Linked DNA regions of Sus scrofa: region 2 is linked to region 1. The links are chromatin contacts, called in public HiChIP or PLAC-seq maps. All regions are on one chromosome and are shown on one strand. Each heading gives the region's core, a stretch centred on a gene start, on an enhancer-like site or on the middle of the called end of the contact. The rest is flanking DNA. Distances are from core to core; before and after follow the strand shown.

Region 1 (6,888 bases), core at 2,175-4,674:
GTAATTCTGGGCATTTTCTCCTTGGGTCATACAAGAAAAATAGGAAAGAAATCTGAGATCCTTAAATCGTTGAATCTGAGGAGCAAATCACTGGGGAAATGTTGCCACATTACCCATTAGACAGAATTCATTTATGGAGAGTCAAACAATTGTCTTCAGGAGTTCCCGTCATGGCTCAGCAGTTAACGAACCTGACTAGCATCCATGAGGACGCGGGTTTGATCCCTGGCCTCACTCAGTGGGTTAAGGATCCAGTGTTGCTGTGAGCTGTGGTGTAGGTTGCAGACACGGCTCGGATCCCGTGTTGCTGTGACTGTGGGCTACAGCTCTGATTTGACCCCTAGCCTGGGAACCCCCATATACCGCAGGTGTAGCCCTAAAAGAGACAAAAAGACAAAAAACATTGTCTTCAGATATTTACTGACATAAGCTTAGGTTTCATATGGCTTCTGCCTTCCTATTTTATAGCCCCTTAATCTAACCTGCTGTATCAGATGAACTACAAAGGCATCTCTGTCTCTTATCTGCAGTGAGGTCCAGTATTACAATACAATATAGGATGATGTTATCTTGATACATTTACATTAAGGAAGTAAACACAGAGCTTTGATCTGGCTTTTTTTCCTTGGGAACCCTCAGCTGCCGTTGTTTTGGAGGTCCATAAATCCACACTCCCACGAAGGCTTGAGGTAAAGTAAAATTACTGTGTTACATTCCCAATTCCTACAGTTTGGGATGTGCTGGGGAGGTGGGGAGGCGGGGGTGGGGAGGGTAATTGTCCTCTCTCCGTGTTCAAGGTGAAACATCAAAAGAAATCTGCAGTCCAGGACCAGAGCTCAGCTTTCCTTTTCTCCAGTCAAATGAAGAAGTAATCTCATCAGGTTGGAAAGTGCTGACTAAGGATTTAATAAAGTGCCTGCAGATGTGGCGTCTCTAAGGTATTCGACTCATGTAATGCAAAACAGCTCCACATTCAATGTGCTTATAAAATTTCATTTAACCATTGCAGCACACTCCCCCCCCACCCCCCACACCATTCTCTAAGGAGTTTTATCACACTTCCAGCTCCTTAATTTACAGCTCCATGAAAGTTCGAATCCCATTCTGCCAGGATTCTGGAATACTCACAGTAGTCAGGTTTTATGAACCATAAACAATATCTATCCGGCTGCCTCCTAAGCAGGAAGCCTGAGGTGGCAGGAGATAACCTTTGACAGTGGCAGTCTCTTTCCTTTCTTATGCTGCAGGGAGAGGCATTAGCAAACAGAGGCTGTTTCGCAAAAATTTGGTCCTGAGTGTGTGTAAGCCAAAGTTGATGAAGACTCAACTTCTAAGTTAACACCAGACATTCTAACGTGAATAACAACTTTCAAAAAGGCTTTTAATGCACTCTGTTCACCAAGAGGGTAGGATGTGTATTTTAGAAACAAAAGGGAATACAAGTCTGTTGGAGATAGCTGTATTTTATTTTAACCCAAATGGAAAAAAAAAAAAAAAAAAAAAAAAGGAGAGGGTCCTGGGTGGGGGTGGGGAGGGTGGAACAGACTGTGACGCAGCAGAATCTGTTTTTCAAGTTAAAAAGTTAAACAAAAGGCCTCAAGGGCAAAGTTGAACACTGCGGAAGGAGGTTGTTAATGTGGAATCCAGAACTGGGTGTGACACTTTGCTTTCTTCTCCGGGCAAGGTGGGTTATTTAAGGACATCCACGCACAGAAAACAGAAACATGCAAACACAGGGAGGCCTCTGCCCCGACTCTCCCACTCCTTCCTACCCAAGTCAGCCCCCAAAGAGGATGCTGCCAACCAGTACTGCAGGAGTTGGGGTCAGTGTTTCGACGTCTCTCTTGAGGAGATGCTATCTCTGCTGGGTCACGCTAATCCAGTTACTCATATTTGGCTTCCTGCTCTTATTTGGATGAGCTCAAGCCCACTGTCGAGCCGTCCTTGGCAAATCAGCGAGAAACCTGCTCGTCCTCCCCACCCTCTTCCAAGACAGTGGAAAGGGACAGGGCCTCTGGGCACACTCCTGGTTTCCCACGTTAGGCGACACCGCTTTGGAGTACTTCATTTTTTCAGCAAAATATTAGCATCCTACCGTATGCTTTGTATGCTAGGCTCTGGGGACAGAACAAGTACAAAAAATATGGCACCTGCACTTAAGGAGCTGTCCTACGGAAAGCAGATGCTGGATTGTAGACTTCTCTGTCTTTCAAGGTACCAACTACCCCTGCTTTTCTCCCAGTAGGATCTTTAAAAATATATGCCAGCTGGTGAGGCTGCGTATCCAGTGTCTGAGGGACCCAGAACCGAGTCTCACTTTTTCCACACCAGTGGTGTGATTTCCAGGAAGCAGGTCTCTGTCCTTGGGCCCCCAGAGGGCTACTGTGAGGGCCGTTCTGAAGTTTCTTTTCTTTTCTTTTTAGGGCCACACCCATGGCATATGGAAGTTTCCAGGGGAGGGGTCGAAACAGAGCTGCAGTTGCTGGCCTACGCCACAGCCACAGCAATGCGGGATCCTTAACCTACTGAGCGAGGCCAGGGATCGAACCCGAGAGTCCTCATGTATACTAATTGGGTTCGTTACCACTCAGCCACGACGGGAACTCCATTCTGCAGTGTCTGACGCCGCTTTCTTCTGACAAAGGTGACACGGCGTCCCCAGGTGTCAGTTATGGTATTGCCAGCCATGGGGATTTGATCTCTGCAGTCACTTTTCTTGCCTGATTTTGTTAATTAAAGAAAGCCTGTTTTCAATAACGCTAAACCAAGACTTGTTTATTGTACAGGAAGCTATTAAAATGTTAATGGGCCATGATTGGCCCCTGCTTACCTTTTCGGCCTTATCTCTTCACTGCTTGTACCCAACACTTGGGCTGTCTTCAACGTCTTCCAGGTGCCCCCAAGTCAAATGCTTTCTCCCTGCTGGGCCTTGGCATAGCTGTGCCCCTCTCCTTGGCTTTGCTAACACTTGTTAGTCCTTGCGTTCTCAGACTAAGTCCCTTCTTCCAAGGGGTTTTTCTCTAGGCCTTTAGTCCTGGGTTTACCTCTGTCACGGTTACTGAACTGTAATTACCTGCTTTTCCCCTCAAGAAAATGGACTATCTTCTTCTATGTGGCAAGAAGGCACCAGGCCAGTGTCTTGCCTGGTGGCTGGATAAATACTGTTGAATAAAGGATGCAAGAAAGAAACGAGGCATCTCCAAGGTTCCCGAAGCCTGAGGTCAGTTACCCAACAAGGCCTGTAGATGGGTGGCTTCTAGCGTGGCTGTGCCACATCCATGCTCTCACCTCATGTCCACGTTTCCCCAAGTGGCAGGTGCTCTCCCCAGGGAGACACAGGGCTCCACAGGCGACCCCGGGCCGTTCTGACTGAAGAGCTCTTGTGACGGGGCCAACGGCAGCCGACTGCGTCCGCAGCATGTGCAATAGTTTTGTGACGTGGACTGCTGCCTACTTACTACGAGCACAGAGGAGTCGTCCAAACCACCACTCCCTGGAGAGTGACCGTGCTGCTCCCGGCCAAGACCTCTCTTTGGTTCAAACCTCAAGACGGGAAAACACTAATCTTTTTACCCAATAAGCCATGCAGCACCTCCAAACCTGGAGAGTACACACACAATCCAATTATTCCGACTCCTGTTCCAAAGTCAGACTCTCTCATGGCATTCCAGCTTGCCCTGGTGTCTGCCTCACCATTCAGTACAGTTCTTTTTTGGATCTCCCTTTACATTTGTATCAAGTAATCTTTTACCTCGTGAAACCAAAGACTTCTGAATTAAAAACTGCACTCTGGCCCACTCACCTTGGCTCTGCAGACTTCCTGGAGGGCTGTGTGCATTGCGTGCGCTAAGAGCTTGGGCTCTGGAGTCAAGAGTTAACAGAATCCCATCACTTAACTAGTACACTGTTATGTGCTAGTTAATTGAGCTTAGGTTAAGTTAGCACCTCTGGGTCTGAGTTTTAGACTCTGTGCAATTGGAGGTAACTTGATCAGCTTTTGTGAGAACTGACTGAGCTAATGCCTGCAGAGGGACAAGGATAGAAAACCCAAAACCGGGGTAAATAGTTCTCCAAACATACAGTGTATACAGGCGTTTTTTAAAGGTCCACAGGAGACCTACGGAGGACCAGTTCCCTTGGAAAGGCATCGCTCACCAAGGAGACTTTCTCTTATTTAATGATATAATTTCTTAGTTAAAAGTAGCAGCTGTGTCAGTTCCATTTCCCCAGTTGCAAGAGAAAGTTCTTGAGAAAATAAAAATCTGTCTTTAATTGCGGTATTAAAATCAGAGCAGCGAAACCAACCGCACAAAAGGAACTGGCTCAAGTTTATGAAAGGCATTTGGGCCCTTGCCTTGCAAGGCTGAACTGCACGCCTTGGAAGTTGGGGGTGAGGCGGGGAGAGGGGAACCAGGGGTTGGGGGGGGGGCGGGGGAGAGAGTAGTCAGGCAACCAAGTGGGACAGCAACAATCCTATTTTGGTTTTTGTTAGCGAATGGCATACTACATAGATCAGAGACTTCTTATAAAATACAAACCCCCACTGTACACAAAGCACAGGAAAATGTGAGGAAAAAAGGGAAAAACGAAAAGCAGCTTAGGGTGTGTTAACGCTGCTATTCTGTCAGCTTAAAGAGTATTTTATGCTTGATCAACAGCTCTTTTTTATTGTGCTTTTCTTTCATTCATTCAAGACATCAAAGCCGGGCACCACCAGTGTACCTGCCCTTCTGGAGCCGCTTGCGAGGGGTTGTAATGAAGCACGGCTCTGGGAGCCGGAGACCCCCGCGGACACGGCAGTTCAAAGGGAATATTTCCACAATGATTACATTTTGTAAATCTTTTTATGAAGGAGACAGCTTATTTCCTGCTTTTTCATGAAAAATAGATTCTGTCCATTAAAGTGAGCCCACACCACCGCGGAAGCTGCTTGAGATCTGAGGTGCAGCGTGGAGATTAAGGGGACAACGACCCGATGAAATCGTCCAGAGTTCCGATCTATCTGCCCACGATGGCACTGCCGGATGCTCTGGGTGGAGCCCAGACAGTGCACTGGGTGGCTTGGCTGTGGCAAACGCCAGGGCGAGGGTGTTCGGTGGTAGGTTTTTTCGCAAGGGCCCTGTGTCTGCTATTTTTTTTTTTTTTTTAATGTTTTCAATTTTGCAAAGTCCAACCAAATAACAGAAGGCATCAGGCAACCCCTTTTACTGCACAGAAGTAAGATGAATGATTTTACTTACGGGTTCATGAAACACTCTATTTTAATGCTCTGAAATGGGATGACCCCTTTTCCACGTGGGAAGTTAGCCATAAAAAAAGCTGGCTCTGGTCTGAAGACACAATACAGGCTTTCTTATTGGCTAATGTCCGCTCCCCCCCTCCCCAAATAAAGAAGGCAGCCTGGCTCTTTGTAAGTTTTGATTTTCAACATTAAAATAATCTTTCCCCGAGTATGTCTTTCCTTTCCTTTCTTTTCCTTTTTTTTTTTTTTTTTTTTTTTTTGGTGGTGGGGAAAGTTGAAGGGAGCAGGGGCAGGAAGAGAATATGATTTCCCGGGGAGCTATGAAATGAGAAAAAATGTATGTTTTCTACACATCAGATTCCAATTTTAATTAAATGCCTGTCGTCTAACAAGTGCAGACAGTCACACTTGGGGCTGGCCCAAAGGTGGCCCAGGGAGGTAACCTTTCTGATTTAAAAAGAAAGGCGTGGGAGTGGAAGTCGGTGCTCAGCCGAGCGTGGCCGCATTACAATAATCGTGCCGCCGAGGGCCTCCCCACGCCTGCTCTTCTCCCAAAGTTGAAAAGCTCTTCCCAAACACAGGTGCACAGTGGATTTATCATGTAGATGTAACGCTCCAGTTGTGCAGGTAAAGTCCAGTAGAGGGAAAATAACATCGAAGTAACAAGTCTGGCCATTTCAAAAAGTCTCCCAGAGACATCCTGCAAGAGAGTGACAGCAGACCTGCTACTTGGCCAGAAATGGATTCCCAAACTGGCCTTTTCAGCCAAGGAGCCCTTTAGGCACTGGATGCCCCCTGTCACCTGTGCCCATTCCCACCCCCTCTGGTGCTTCCCTGCGTGGCCCTGAGCACAGGTCTTTGCCTCTGACCCCTTTCATCGTCCCCTGTTCCCTGTCCAGGGTCCTTCCTCCTGTCCTTCCCGACCCCTCCAGTCAATCTCTCTCTTCCTCTCCACCTGGTCTGAGCCCCCACAGGACTGAGGGCAGACCCTGACTCTCTCAAAGGCTGTGCAAACCAGAAATCCTCCCAACTCCATTCACGGGATGAAGAGAGGAAGGAAGAGGGCACACTCGACTGCAACCACAACCACCGGTCCTGGCAGCTGGGATGGAGGCTTCTGTAGTGAGCCAAAGACATGAGGCGCAGAGGTGGGTTCTGGACAGAATGCAGAGGAGGCTGCAGCAGCTCTGCTCTCAGACTCAGGGGAGAAGGGAGCGAGAGTAGAGTAAGATGCAACTCAGCCCTGGGCTGTGAGGCAGAGGTCCTGGTTCAAGTCTCAGCTCGGTCACCGGCTGCCCTGGGACTTAGATCACTCTGGTTATACTACAATGATCCTATTCCTATACTTTAAAAAAAATTATTTATTTATTTATTTATTTGTCTTTTTTCATTTTAGGGCCATACCCACGGCATATGGAGGTGCCCAGGCGAGGGGTCGAATCAGAGCTGTAGTCCCTAGCCTACACCACAGCCACAGCAACGCGGAATCTGAGCCACATCTTCGACCTACACCACAGCTCGCGGCAATGCCAGATCCTTAACCCACTGAGTGAGGCCAGGGATCAAACCCGAAACCTCATGGTTCCCCAGTCGGATTCGTTTCCGCTGCGCCAGGACGGGAACTCCTCCTATACTTGTATTGATTT
Region 2 (6,888 bases), core at 2,752-5,251, 180 kb after region 1:
AGATTTTCAGCTTCTCCAGTGTTTTGGGGATTTAAAAACACAGTTTTTTTTCTTAAAAACTTCCTAGTATATCAATAGTGAGCAAATACTCAAAAGATATTTGTGGCTAATGATGGCATATGTATCTACTTATTAATTTTAATAAATACCAGGTATGTGTCAAGTTCAAGGCATATGGAATTTGTTACGAATCTTACCCTTCATCAGCATATAGTTTTTAATAAGCCATATTCTATTTGGCTTGTGCCAGAGAAAAAACTTGGCCAAATTCAAAGACATCTAGGTGAAGTCCCTTCTTTCCAGAATAACCTGCTTCTTGAGCATTCATCCTAAAGGTTCTAGCAGCTGAGAATCACAGAGTTCTCAGCTCCTGGGAGGTAAACAGAATGTGAAGAACAGAGCTAAATAACAACTTAGCTGTGCCACTGTGGGGCCTGAGGACAGACATAAGTGACTTAAGTCTGACATTTCAGAACAGGGTAGGTATCTGCAAAAGGTGTCACTAAAGAGTCTTGGTTTGTTTCTGCAAGGCTCCTGGCTTCCGCCCTCTTGAATATGTGTATCTCATTACAGATACAAACTGTAACTGGAGAGAAGTAATGGTTACCTTCCTTTGAGTCCTCAGGATCCACCCAGCTTTACACATATTCTCATTGTAATACTCATGAGTATTTACTGATAAGAACACTGAGATTGGGGCAATACCTTATTCAAAGTCACCCAGCCATCATTTCATTTGAACTCTGGTCTGTCTGACTCTGGGGCCAGGGGTCTTGACCCCATTATATTACACCAATTTTGAGTTTCAGAGGTTCTGATATTTTCTCTCTGGGCTTCAGATAATTCCTTCAAAATTCCCATCTAATACTCTAATTGGACAAAGATTTGTTTTCTTTTACAGTTGAGTCTTAAGGGAGTACAAGAAAAGAAAGCAAAAATTCCGCAGAAAAAAACCAGACTGGCTGGACAGGGAAGAAACAGCTGCATCCACTTTAGGTAAAGTTACATGGCCTAGTTTATGGTTTTGGATGAAACAGCATGTTACCATTTGTCTATTCATTCTCCATGGTTTACTAGGAAAATACCATTCGTTTCCCATTACCTTTCTCCTCAAGATCTAGGATAAAACGAAGATTATTTCCCCTCAAATATGTACATAAAGAAGGTATAATGAGTTCCCACTTTATCTGAAGACCAGAGTCTGTCACTTTTGTATCTACCCAGATTTCAAAAGTTCTTAAGGGTTTTGTTGATACATTTATGAGAGCTCTCTTTTGAAAAACAAAAATGAAACAAACACACAAACACACACACAAGACCTTTCAGGAACTCATCTTCCATAACCTGGGGTAACGAAAATGAAAAAAACAGCCTTGATCAAAGCCATTCCAGAGAGTCATCTAATGCATGTAAAAACCTAATCCTGAAATCATCATTTATTTTCCTTGAGGGATGATATGTCTTTAAGGAAGAGGAAAAAAAATATTTTTTTCCTCAAATAACTTCATCTGAGATTGACAAAAGGCAGAAAGAGGAAACTGAGTAGGCTGATGTTCCTCTAGTCTAAGCTCCAGTTGGAATTGTCTAAGATAAAACAAGTTCTACTTCTCTTTCTCTGAAATAAATAGACACTTGAAACACAGGAATTTATTACTGTCTCTCCTGGATATTAATACCTTCTTTCTTTGAACTCACATGATCCTTCCCAAATGGCACTGTGAATCCTTGAGGTGGCACCAAGTAATCTGGGGTTAAAAATGAACTTGGCAAGGAGCTCTATGGCTTTGGCCGAAAAATCCAGGCTCAATCCCGGTTGTTTTTTGGAATGGGAAATGCACAATATCGGTATTACAGGCAGCTCCAGAAAGGCATGCCAGGCCTCTCATGCTCTCAATTTATATTTGCATGTGAACAGCTTGTCGGCCATTTTATGAAGACAGATGAATCGCAGGCCCGCTGGAGGGGCGGCCAGACCTAAATACGTGAACCACACACCCCGGCAGCCCACCCGTTCCTAACGGTGAAAATAAAGGAAGTGTCTCCGGACACAACTTCAGGCAGAATACAGATAAATACGACATATGAAAAATCCGCAACGTAGAAGAGAAGGCATCACTTATACGTCAAGTGGGAAATAAAGAGTGAAATTAATCTATAAATACCGCTTTTCAAAATGTCAACAAAAAAGAAGATGTAGCTGTTTCTGACACTAAAAACAAGCCTTCAGAGGTCTCTGTCTCTCTCTTTTTAAAAAAATTTCTGCTGTGAAAAGACAATTTTGATAAGGAAATACCACCATAATACCAGAACGAGGAGAGGAATGGCCAGATAGTCTGTATTTAATATGGGAGCCCGACACTGTTATAATTTCCCAGGCTTGGGAAATGAAACAAATCCTGAGAAATCAGGGACAGGATATCTAATGTGGTACATTCAATCCTCCACCCCACAATACTGACGTAAGTCAGTTTACCTATCTATTCCAAAAGACCGGAAAGAGATCAAAATGGAAAAATGTATGAAACAACAAAAAGAAAAAGAGTCATAAGAATGAGGTCATTCTAAGCAACTGAAAAACGGCATGGTAGAATTACACTGACTAGAAAAATAATATGAATAATATTAACAACAGTCAGCTTTTTCTATTTTTTTTTTTTTGGTATAAAGTCTATGAACAATACTATGGTGATAAGTATGTTATAATTCTTCAACGTGAAAGTAATATTATTACTAAACCACTTCAAAAGTGAGGAATAAATCAATACTCCAGGGGGTTAAATAATCCATTCAAAACTACAAAGGAAAGAAAGAGTAGAGGCAGAATTTGAACACAGCTCTGACCCTACAGCCTGAGTTTTCGGCCATGATGTCATCGTTTCCTCAAAGGTCCCTCAAGGTCAAGTTCCCACTAGAGCGTTCAGTTCTCTCACCAAGGATGAGCACTTTGGAATTTCATGAGATGGTATGTATGAAAATGCATAATACAATGTTTAACGTACGATGGGCACCGTTAGTCACCTTCTCAGTTTTTACTGAAACTGATCGTTTTACTCAGGCTTAAGATTCTAACCTGTGACAGGCTTTCTTGTCCTTAGAGTGCATATAGCACACATTAGCATTTTAGTGAATATTATCATATGCATAAAGTGTGTATTCCATGTTTTATATATACATATATATATATATATACATATACAGAACAGAAATTAAGCAATTGATGACTTTAATACTGCCAGGTGTTTATTTTAGACCATTTAAAGTGAAAACTCCTTCAAAGGCAGAGATAATTTTCTTATAGCAATTATTAGCAAAGGCTTCCAAAAGGCTTCAAAAATACTTGTCAGTCAATAAACTTAAGTCGCTAGTGAAGAAGACTGTGGGCCACTTGCCACCTTAAAAGGAACTGAAATGAAAGGGAGTTGGCTCCTCACTTATGCTGTAAAAGACTCTGATCTGATACATCAACCCCACCTCTCACAGCAATCAACTTTCTTGGGAACTCGGATTCTTGGGAGTACCCTGGGAGGGTCTGTGGCTGAGAGGAAGGGCCTGGCGCTGCTGGAGTGACCCAGAAAACTCCCTGAGTCCTCAAAGTCGCTCCTACTGTGGGCCACCCAGAGGGGCAGACCTCAAAATCCTTGCTCATGGTTGGCTGCTGGCGACTGTGGACTTTCAAAGCAGCAACCGGCGTCCCAAACTAAACTTACCATTTTCTGGCTGGTCCTTAATGTCAGCGTCACTTGGCTGGCTGGGACTTTCAGATTGACTTGAATCTGAAAAACATAAAAATACAGCCAAAAATTACAGGGTCTGTGAAAGAACGTGGATCAGAGGTGCCAGACTTTCTCAAAAGGTTCAGCATGTACACGAGGAATGAGACCGTTGCAGAAGTGACATGATGACGGGAAAAAAAAGAGGAGAGCAAAGAAAAGGGAGGAAAACAGCAGCCTCAGCGGCCCATGCCTTCCGAGAGGACTTGGTTCTGTTTACACCTCCAGTGGCGCTTGGCCTGTGCCAGATCATAACTTGAAACTCTTCAGAAACCATCCTCTGACAGAGAGAGACCATTTCCAAACTGCTCTTCTCCATTATTTATACACTAGAGTCTGATAAAGACTTCATCCTTCATTACACACATCTGAAGCTTGATTCAGAACATAATAAAGTGTCAAAACATATTTTGAAGCTGGTATATAAAAGCAACCCAAACAACAGAAACAAGTTCTGTTGATATTTAGCTCTGTATTACAGCAACAGACTACGCAGACTAACACCATTAAATACTAGAATCCTAATATTCTAGTGCATTTACTTAAAAGAACAGGATCACTCAAAGGCGTCTTTCTGAAAGATACACAGTTCCCCCACTTCGTTAGGTGCTATTTTTCTCTCACCCTGATGCATTTGGAAGATCCTAAAAGAGCTTGTGAGCGAAAACAGGTTCTTGCACACCTTTATGGGATTCCATTCATTTTTTATTTAAACAAATACAATCATTTTCCAGCTAAAGAAACTAATTCAATTATTTTGTAACTTCTAACTGGGATAATTTCAAATAAAATGCCATCTAATTTTAAAATGAGATGAAACTAAATTAGATCAAAAAATTTCACAGAATTAGAAGTATATTTGTGATTCATTTTACGGGCAAAAAAAGGTCAGACAGAAGAGCTCAAGGACAGAATTTTTTACGTAAAGCCTTTTCTGAGACTTGAAACAGTATATAACATTATCGAAAAACTTTTTTTTTTTTTTTTTAAGGAAAACCTCTGTATCTGTGGAAAGCCTGACTCTGAACTTAACCTTGACTTCACAGGGTTAGAAGGAGCTGTCTGAAATTTGACCACATTTCAGCAAGAAGTTCAATGCAAGATCAAAAGGTCATGACACTTAACTGTGATTAAATTGAAAATATTACTTCTATTTCAACAGAGTTATAGCTTTACCATTCTCTTCCTTGGAGATACTGCAAAAAAGAAGTAGCACTACGAATGACCCTAGGTCAAGAAGTGCTAATTTATTACTTTAGAAATGCTCCCTGCTTTTAGGCAAATGAAGATTTTAATTATCGGGAAGTACTATTTTTAAAACATCTATTTAAAATTTTTTTCAGATGCTCTTAACCTGATGACTACAGCAAAAATTCTAGATTGAATCAAGGGTTCAAACAGCAGAAAATGTGAAAATATAAGTTTTTATTTAAGTCTGGCAAAGTGGTAGCTTTTATCATAATGTAAGAATAGCCACAGTGAAAACACAAACAAAAGCAGTACAGGTTAAAAAATTTTAGAGAAATTCTTGAGAATGAACCACAAAGTTAAATCCAAAGTCTGCACTGAAAACTGGAATGCAAATTTATATTGGACCATAGGTGAAATTTTAAGTCCAAAAATTAATATTACTTTTATAACAGGTGATTTAAAAAGATGGCATGATTACCTTCTCTTTTTCTAAAGGAATACTCTGTAATTTTGCCATTAAAAATTAAAAATTTAAACATTCTTAGAAGTAACTAAACATGTTTTAGGCGAAAAAGCATACCATCATTATTTTTGCACTGGAAATTTTTAAACCCTTAATATCCACAATTAAAATTATAAAGAAAATATCTAAGTTTGTTGTAGGGAAAGTTAAAATTCTTCCTGGTCATATCCCAAAATAGACAAATAAAATTTTGCCAAACAGAACATTTTCTTTGGAGTAAGACTAGCAAACCTAACTTCCGATATCATAGCTTTGCCGATGTTCTTTTGCTAGGTCTAATATCTTTCTGAGTAATCATTTCTTCGTGAAGAAAAGGAAAAAATATTTTTAATCTCAATTAATTTAAATATACCATAGCCAATTACTGTTCTGATATTTACCTATTAATATTAAGGTTAAAAAACAATGAGAAACACCAAAAATTATTTTAATAATCTAAAGATGGACTTCTTTGTTCTTTTAAATTTTCTTTTACATTTGCCACCCTATATTTATAAAAGATAGCATAATTATAGAAAACATGGACAGCAACAAAAGATGGCGACAGGTATGTTCAGAGAAAGTGTAACGTTCCCAGCCACAGAAAAAGAAGCAAACAAGCAGCAAACGACTGAGCAGCAGGAAAACAGCTCAGAGTTGGTCTGAAAGGGGCCGCAGCACTCTTGTGAAAGCTCAGACACAAACACTGGAGGAGGAGGCATGTAGCCAAACTGAAAACGGAATTTAATTTCTCCAGTTTTATTCAAAAGCTGGAGACACTGTTAGCCACTCAAGGACCGCATACTAAAATACACCATCCTGGTAACGGATAGGGAAAGCCAAAGATCTACAAGAAAAGTTAAATGATCTGAAAACTTTAGTAAGTATTTTTCACCATGGGCCATTTAATGCTGTTTCATTTTTAAACCAACAAGGAACAAAACTACCCTGTCCCGGTGCAATTCTACGTTGAGGACTCGTGGATATTTTCTCTAGGGCTGCAAAAAGTCATCGATGCTGTTAGGTATGGAGCCAACCAGCTGACCAGAATCAGAAATTAATTTCTACCCATACATAATTGATACAAATGAAAAGATCTCTTTCCTAAGCATTTGCATTAAAACACTATCATGAAGGTGAATAACAATTCATTTATTTTTCTCTTTTACATACTTGGTAGAGAGAGGTCAGAAGCCTAAGTAACTTTTTGTCTTACTTTTGGGGACAGTTATCACACGGTCACTTGATTCCCACCACCTGAAATAATTAGAGGCTCCAGATAAAAAAATCCACTCGCACAGAACTAGATGCTCTTCTCGTATCTGAGCACTCCCCCCACACACATGGCAGTGACTTTCTCTGGGTCCCTGAATGAAAGCCAGAAGATCTGTACATTACAAGGAAGAGAATATTATTTAAACTGTG

Evidence for each region. HiChIP or PLAC-seq counts read pairs in DNA pulled down with a chosen protein or histone mark.
Region 2: a contact with region 1 is called in an H3K27ac HiChIP or PLAC-seq map of skeletal muscle. The contact joins two enhancer-like sites. A contact is called at or near these places in 2 of 2 datasets of contacts at active chromatin or transcription factors (alveolar macrophages and skeletal muscle).

Annotation. Positions count from the first base shown.
Region 1 is chr6:150,840,092-150,846,979 of Sscrofa11.1, forward strand. The region is part of intron 10 of NFIA (nuclear factor 1 A-type); the gene reads right to left. Among named protein-coding and RNA genes, the nearest start is that of TM2D1, 230 kb to the left of the region's middle. Within about 2 kb of position 3,425, at least 20 of the 83 cell types and tissues checked have an H3K27ac peak or open chromatin away from gene starts, as enhancers often do. A contact at or near this core is called in skeletal muscle, where this site is marked.
Region 2 is chr6:151,020,095-151,026,982 of Sscrofa11.1, forward strand. NFIA (nuclear factor 1 A-type) reads right to left here. Exons shown (of 11, transcript XM_021097780.1): 3 at 3,708-3,773. Among named protein-coding and RNA genes, the nearest start is that of NFIA, 210 kb to the right of the region's middle. Within about 2 kb of position 4,002, at least 12 of the 83 cell types and tissues checked have an H3K27ac peak or open chromatin away from gene starts, as enhancers often do. A contact at or near this core is called in skeletal muscle, where this site is marked.